Regions from separate parts of the Sus scrofa genome. Here region 1 is linked to region 2. Evidence: chromatin contacts called from public promoter capture Hi-C data. All regions are on one chromosome and are shown on one strand. Each heading gives the region's core, a stretch centred on a gene start, on an enhancer-like site or on the middle of the called end of the contact. The rest is flanking DNA. Distances are from core to core; before and after follow the strand shown. Region 1 has its middle 35 kb from the start of SLC19A3. Region 2 has its middle 39 kb from the start of SLC19A3.

Evidence for each region. Promoter capture Hi-C pulls out the DNA fragments that hold promoters and counts their contacts.
Region 1: a promoter capture Hi-C map of liver shows a contact between it and region 2, with 6 times the contacts expected there. The contact joins two enhancer-like sites. A contact is called at or near these places in 1 of 5 promoter capture datasets (liver) and 18 of 47 Hi-C or Micro-C datasets (alveolar macrophages, brain, embryonic fibroblasts and 11 more).

What each region holds. Positions count from the first base shown.
Region 1 is chr15:129,129,339-129,132,434 of Sscrofa11.1, reverse strand. No RefSeq gene overlaps it. Among named protein-coding and RNA genes, the nearest start is that of SLC19A3, 35 kb to the right of the region's middle. Within about 2 kb of position 1,519, at least 11 of the 83 cell types and tissues checked have an H3K27ac peak or open chromatin away from gene starts, as enhancers often do. A contact at or near this core is called in fetal liver and liver, where this site is marked.
Region 2 is chr15:129,055,339-129,058,739 of Sscrofa11.1, reverse strand. No RefSeq gene overlaps it. Among named protein-coding and RNA genes, the nearest start is that of SLC19A3, 39 kb to the left of the region's middle. Within about 2 kb of position 1,644, at least 11 of the 83 cell types and tissues checked have an H3K27ac peak or open chromatin away from gene starts, as enhancers often do. A contact at or near this core is called in fetal liver and liver, where this site is marked.

The sequences.
Region 1 (3,096 bases), core at 270-2,769, 74 kb before region 2:
ACTTTAAACAACAGCTCCCACGCCACCCCCGGCATAAGCAAATATTGTCCTTTTTCAAAACCAGGGGAGAAACGGAGGCAAGCAGTGTTCTGAAACCACAGAGCTTATTTCAAGCCCATGTGAGCTGGCTGTGCTGTACCCAGGCCATCTTGCTCGGTCTTTCACTGCATCCAGCGCACAAGAGTGTCTTTCTTGAGAATCTTCAACTGTTACTGTGTCAGCCTTCTAGACTTCAACCTGTGGTTCTTCCACTTGCCACTGATGCCCAAATGTTGCAAACTCTTCTGAAAGAGAGTTTTCCCCAAGGAAAGAAAGGAATGTGTGAAAGCCCACGTAAGCTTTCAAGGCGTCAAGAGTCTGTCAACTTCTAAAGGTAGTTTTCTCTCTGTCCATGTGTGTGTGTGTGTGTGTGTGTGTGTGTGTTTAATGGTTCTTAAGAAAATCATTCTCAACTGCCAGCACCAAGGAAGTTATCCGTCAGGGGACCTGCTTTACTTTCACTCAAATGGCAGCACAGAGGGATTTTAGGTGTCAAGACCAGATGCATCTTGTCAGGGCTGCTGACCTGTGTGTTCACACCCGTTGGCCTCAAATAACCTCATGGTGGGGAGAGGGATAAATTAGGGGGTTGGGATTGACAAAATCACACCATCACATATAAAATAGATAGGTAACAAGGACCTCCTCTATAGCACAGGGTAATCAACCCAAGACCGTGTAATAACCTATATGGGAAAAGAATCTGAAAAGGAACAGATAAAGGTATATGCCTGACTCATCTACTCTGCGGTATACCCGAAACGAACACAACTAAGTCAACCATCCTCCAATAAAATTTATTTTAAAATTTTATGGCAGGTGCAGCCATAAAAAGGAAATAAGTAAATAAACAAACAAACAAATAAATAAATAAACGCAATAACCTCATGGAACTTTCAGGACAGCAGCGCACACTCTCAAGGCGAGGTCTACACGGGCAGCCCTGCAGTCAGCGCAGCTCACTTCCCATTCCTCTGAGGGAGCAGGTGAAATGATCAGATGCTCGATGAGGCTGCAGTGCATCTCTGATAAAAGACAGAGCCTGGGTGATTCCCTTCACCGCCCTGGTGACCAAACTATACTGCAGGAAGAATGGGCTCTTTCTCCTCACATTCAGGGCATGTTTTCCAAAACAGCCTTCAGGGCGCTCATGATCCACTTTCCCAACCCCATCAGGAAGTTCTGAGACTCTTTGCTGAAGACCAGTTTTCCTTCCCAGCCTAGAAATACACAAAAATCTTCTCCCCAAGGAGAAGAAAAAGCTGAGCAGATTTATCATGTTCCCCGCTCATGGTGTCTGGACTGTAAGAGCCTTTGCACCTTGCAGCGTGCTGCTCCCACAGCCTGGGATGGCCCCAGCCCAGCCTTTTCAATTTTGGCTTCAAGGTCACCTCCTCCAGGTCACCTTCTCTGACCTCCCCAAGAGGAACAGCCAGGGCACACTTCTATTGTTGCACTTCCCACAAGGAACCACCAGGTGGCAGAACAGGGCTGTGTTTAAGAGCAGCTCGGGGGGGCCAAGCTGCCTAAATTCCACCACCAGCCTGTGCCAACTACCAGTTAAGTGACCTCGGGTAAATCGGCTACTGTCTGTGCCTCATTTTATTTGTCGGTAAGATGGAGGTAAAACAAAATCTGCCTCATAGAATCGTTGTGTGGATTATATGAGCTAAATGAAAAGTGTTCAGAAAGTCCCACATACTCAGTAAGAATATCTGTTAAATATTAATTATCTCTTGAGGTGTTGGTCTCTCCCCGTAGACTGGAATTAACAGTTCATGTTCAAACATGAGTAGAATAGAGTCCACTTCACAGAAGCCTCTTAATTCTATCCTGGGGGTTTCACATTTTCCAAATTATTGGCAAGTTTTCCTGCCCACCTCCCAACCCCTCCTTTCCTCTCCACCCTCCAGGATTTGCAAACACTTGTCTTTTATTTCCTCATCAGAGGGGACTTTTTGAGAAGAGTTCTAATCATGCCACTCCCCTGCTTCAATGTCCTATCTGGTTCACCCTTGCCCAGAGGGTAAAGTCTGACCTCCTCCACCCAGTTCACAAAGGTCCACTGGGGGTTCTGGATTAATTCTGGGGAGGTTTTAGGAAGAGGTCAAGTGAAGAGGAGAAGCCTGAGAAGGGAAGAGGTCAGCCCTGCCTGCCATAGACGCTGCAGGACTCCAGCCCCATCCGCCATCTGCATGCAACAGGAGGAGACAGAAGAATTGCCAGGCTGAGCCCTTGTCAGCCCACAAAAGCTCAGTGTTGTTGTTTTAAGCCACTAAGTCTCAGTGTGTTTTGTGATGCAACCGCAAATAATAGACACATTCATCCTTAATTACTAGTGGGTTTTTCTGAAGAAGACTCCCACCCTTACTGAAGGCTGACTATCCTGATTTTCCCTTTTTAATTTTATGGCCACACCTGAAGCAGATGGAAATATCAGGCCAGGGAGTGAATCCGAGCCACAGTTGCAACCTACACTGCAGCTGCGACCATGCCAGTTCCTGTAAACCCACTGTACCACGCTGGGGATTGAACTGTGTTTCTGTGGTGACCTGAGCCACTTCAGCCGGATTCTTAACCCACTTGGGCCACAGGGGGACCCCTGACTATTCTGAGTTTTGACTGAACAGGGCTGCCCCAGCTGTCGTATGTACAGTGCCCAGGGGAAAGCAGACATTTAAGCAGAGCCGATGTGTGTAGATCTGATATTAGCCTGACATTCTCCAGGGCAAGGACACGTGTGCTTCATCCTTCTCTGAGCTCAGGGCCTAAAAACAATCAGTGCCCATTGGATGTGTAATAAATTGAGCTGAACTTAACATAACTCCCTGAAGTTTGCCTCTAGGCTCAGAATTTCTAGTTTCTATGGAGATAAAGGAAAAATTGGTAACCTAATGATAATGCTTTCCATTCCAAAAAAGTCTTAAATTTCCCTCAGAAATTGATTGGCCAGGGGAGTTCCCGTCATGGCTCAGTGGTTAACAAATCCAACTAGGAACAATGAGGTTGCAGGTTCGATCCCTGGCCTTGCTCAGTGGGTTAAGGATCTGGTGTTGC
Region 2 (3,401 bases), core at 395-2,894:
TTTTACCACCCAGGAACTTCCAGTAGCTATGGAGGTGGTAGAAGTCTTTTGTGGTCTCAAGAATATCAGATACCCAGCAATCCCACTCCCGGGCATCTATCTGAAGAAAACCATAATTTAAAAAGTTATATACCTCCTGATGTTCAATGTAGCACTATTTACAATAGCCAAGACATAGAAGCAACCTAAATGTCCATCAACAGAGGAATGGATAAAGTAGATGTGGTACATATTTACAATAGAATATAACTCAGCCATAAAAAAAAGAAGTGCCATATTGCAGCAACATGGATGGACCTAGAAATTATCATATTGAGTAGAGTTAGATGGTGAAAGACAAACATCATATGATACTACTTATATGTAGAATCTTAAAAAAGGATACAAATGAATTTTTTTGCAGAACAGAAACAGACTCACAGACTTTGAAAAATGTGTAGTTGCCAAAGGTACAGGTGCTGGGAAGAGAGATGGACTGGGATTTGGGATTGACATATGCGCACTGAGATATATGAAACGATTGGCCAATGGGGACCTGCTGTATAGCAGAGAACTCTACCCAAAATTCTGTGATAATCTATGTGGAAAAGAATCTAAAAGAGTATGGGTGTATGTATGTATGTAGCTGAATCATTTTGTTGTACAGAAGAAATTATCTCAACATTGTAAATCAACTATACTCCAATAAATTTCTTCTTTTTTTTTTTCAGGGCTGCACCTGTAGCATATAGAGTTTCCCAGGCTAGGGGTCAAATCAGAGCCATAGCCACTGGCCTATGCCACAGCCACAGCAAAGCCAGATCTGAGCCACATCTGCACCCATACCACAGCTCCTGGCAATGCTGGATCCTTAACACACTGAACAAGGCCAGGGATCAAACCTGCATCCTCATGGATACTAGTCAGATTCATTTCTGCTGAGCCACGATGGGAACTCCAATAAAATTTTTTAAAATGAAAAAAGCCATTCGAATTTTTTTTTTAAAAGAATGTCAGATACTCATGTGTGTATCTCTTTCACTCGGTGTAGCCCTCGCATAGCACTTGGGGCAGCACTAAACCAGGACAGCATGCAGACTTGACCCTCAGGTGGTCTCTTTCTGGCAAAGCCATCTGGACAGGTGGGCCAGAATGGTCCTCCGTTTGAGGGTGGGGCACATCAGAATCAGGAGACTCATGGAGTAGCAACTGAAAATTGCACAGAGAAGATTTTGGAACCTCCTCTTGGAAAGGCATTCCAGGATCTGCATGAAAGGTGGGAGAAAGCCCTAAGTAGTTTTAACAAACTCACTCCCTTCCTTTGTGAATGGCCACTGTGGTATATACCTCAGGGTTGCCTTTTGGACACTGGGGCCAAAGGAGAGGGTGAAATGCAGTATTCCCCGGTCCACTGCCCCAAACTGTGACCACTCCATCAGTAAAACCAAGGGTGGGTAAATATGCAGATTCTTGGACTTCAAACCTTATCTATCCAATCAGAAACTGCAGAAATGAGAACAGAACTTTTATATTTTTACCAAGTTCCCCAAGTAAATTAACGCTACAAGCTATTCATTACAATCTTGGTAAACAGCCTGAGTATGAGACGATCAAAGGGCAAGGCAGGCACATAAATGAATCAACTGGGACAGCCACTCAAACACTGGAAAAAAAGTGGAGTTGGCAGAGGCATTGCAGAGGCAGGATTCCAGGCCCAGAAGCCTCCCAGCATATCTCAGAGCTGAGGTTGAAGGTCAAAGCCAACAAAGTTGTTTCTTACCAAAGAATTCTAATAACCGCTGGAAACCTCAGCTCTCTTCTACAACCCTGGACTCTGGCCTCTCTGCCCATCCTTCCAAGAACAAAGGTCTCTGGCTGTTCTGAGTAAATGGTCTCCCTGTCACTTCCCCCTGGAAGAAGCACCTGCATCGGGCACAGTAGAAATGGTCAAGGGTCTGGAGGAATACAGACTAAGGAACCTGTGAACATCCCCACAGGTCAGCAACGAGCCCTCCACCCCTCCTTGGGCCACCACTCATTGTTTTTGTCTGCTAAGACCAGGGTCTGGACCATAGAACACCCATATACTCGTGGAGGCAGGTAAACAGTTTCTAGTTATAAAATGGGAGGAAGGAAAAGGGGGAAGAAGGAAAAAATAGAATCAAAACTATATTGAGCAATAACTTTATGCCACATAGTGTGTTAGATTCCTTATATTCATGGATCGCATTTAATCTTCACAGCCTTACTCTGAAGCCTATATTATGATCCCTACTTTATAAAGTGAGGCAAAGGGGGCTCAGTAGACTTTCCATTCATTCAAAAAATAGTTATTAAACCCATAGTCTATCAGACCCTTTTCTAGGCACTGGGGATATACTTGCAATCGACAGTAACATACTTGAACTCCGATGTCATGAAGTGTACAGCCTAAGGGAAAACTCAGTTATTAATCCAACAGACACAACAATGAATGTAAAATCAACAACTAAGAAATGGGCTCTGTAAAAATCCCAAAGCATGATCAAAACACGTACAGGCAATGGAGTTTAGGGCATTGGTATAATGATTGTAGAAATAATTAGGGAAATAAAGAAGGAAAGGAGAAGCCTGGGAGACTGGAATAAGAATAGAGATGATTTGGTGAAGAATGGTGCAGTGGAAGTTGTTGATCAAGTACTAACCAAGAAAAGATTGTTGTAATCAGAACAAGATGACTGAATTTCTTACTGGAGCAGGAATAGGGAGTGGCCAAGATAGTGGGTCATTGAGGTAGAATGAAAAAAATGGGTCTTTGGAAATGAGAAGATTGAGGAACCAGAAAGACAAGATGTATTTCATGTAGATATTGAAGGACTGTAAGTTAATGGCAAGACTTGGGATGAAGAGTTGTTGCCAAAGGGTTTGATGACTACCAAAAAGAGATCAGGCGGTCAGCAGATACCAGCAACTAGGAGAAGGTGGTCAGGTTAAATGAGTTTCCAAAATGAACATGTCACTGCTCTCCCAGGGGGTTGGGAGGCAGCAATGAAGAGCAAGGATAATATCAACTACCACACGCCTCAAATCACAGCTAGAAAATGACGAAGCTGGCATTTGAGCTCAAGAACCTGGAAAATCCTGGCAGCATTAGGGCTCTCCCTATTAACCAGGTGAAATAACTCCCATCTCCTTTCTTCCTCCAAATCATCTTCCTCCATGTCTGCCTGTTCTTGGCACATTTTCCCATTCAGCCCTTCCTCTCTTCAAAGAGGCCCTGATGCTCTCCCATCCCCATCAAGTAAGAGATGATGTTTCTTCTATTAGGTTTATTTCCAATTTCCTCAAGCCAGTTCAGAGGGGAGAGTGCTAGAACAGGCAAACAAGATGAGAAAAGGCAGAAGGACTGCAGCATCTCCAGGTCAGCTGAAATAGTCATAGGT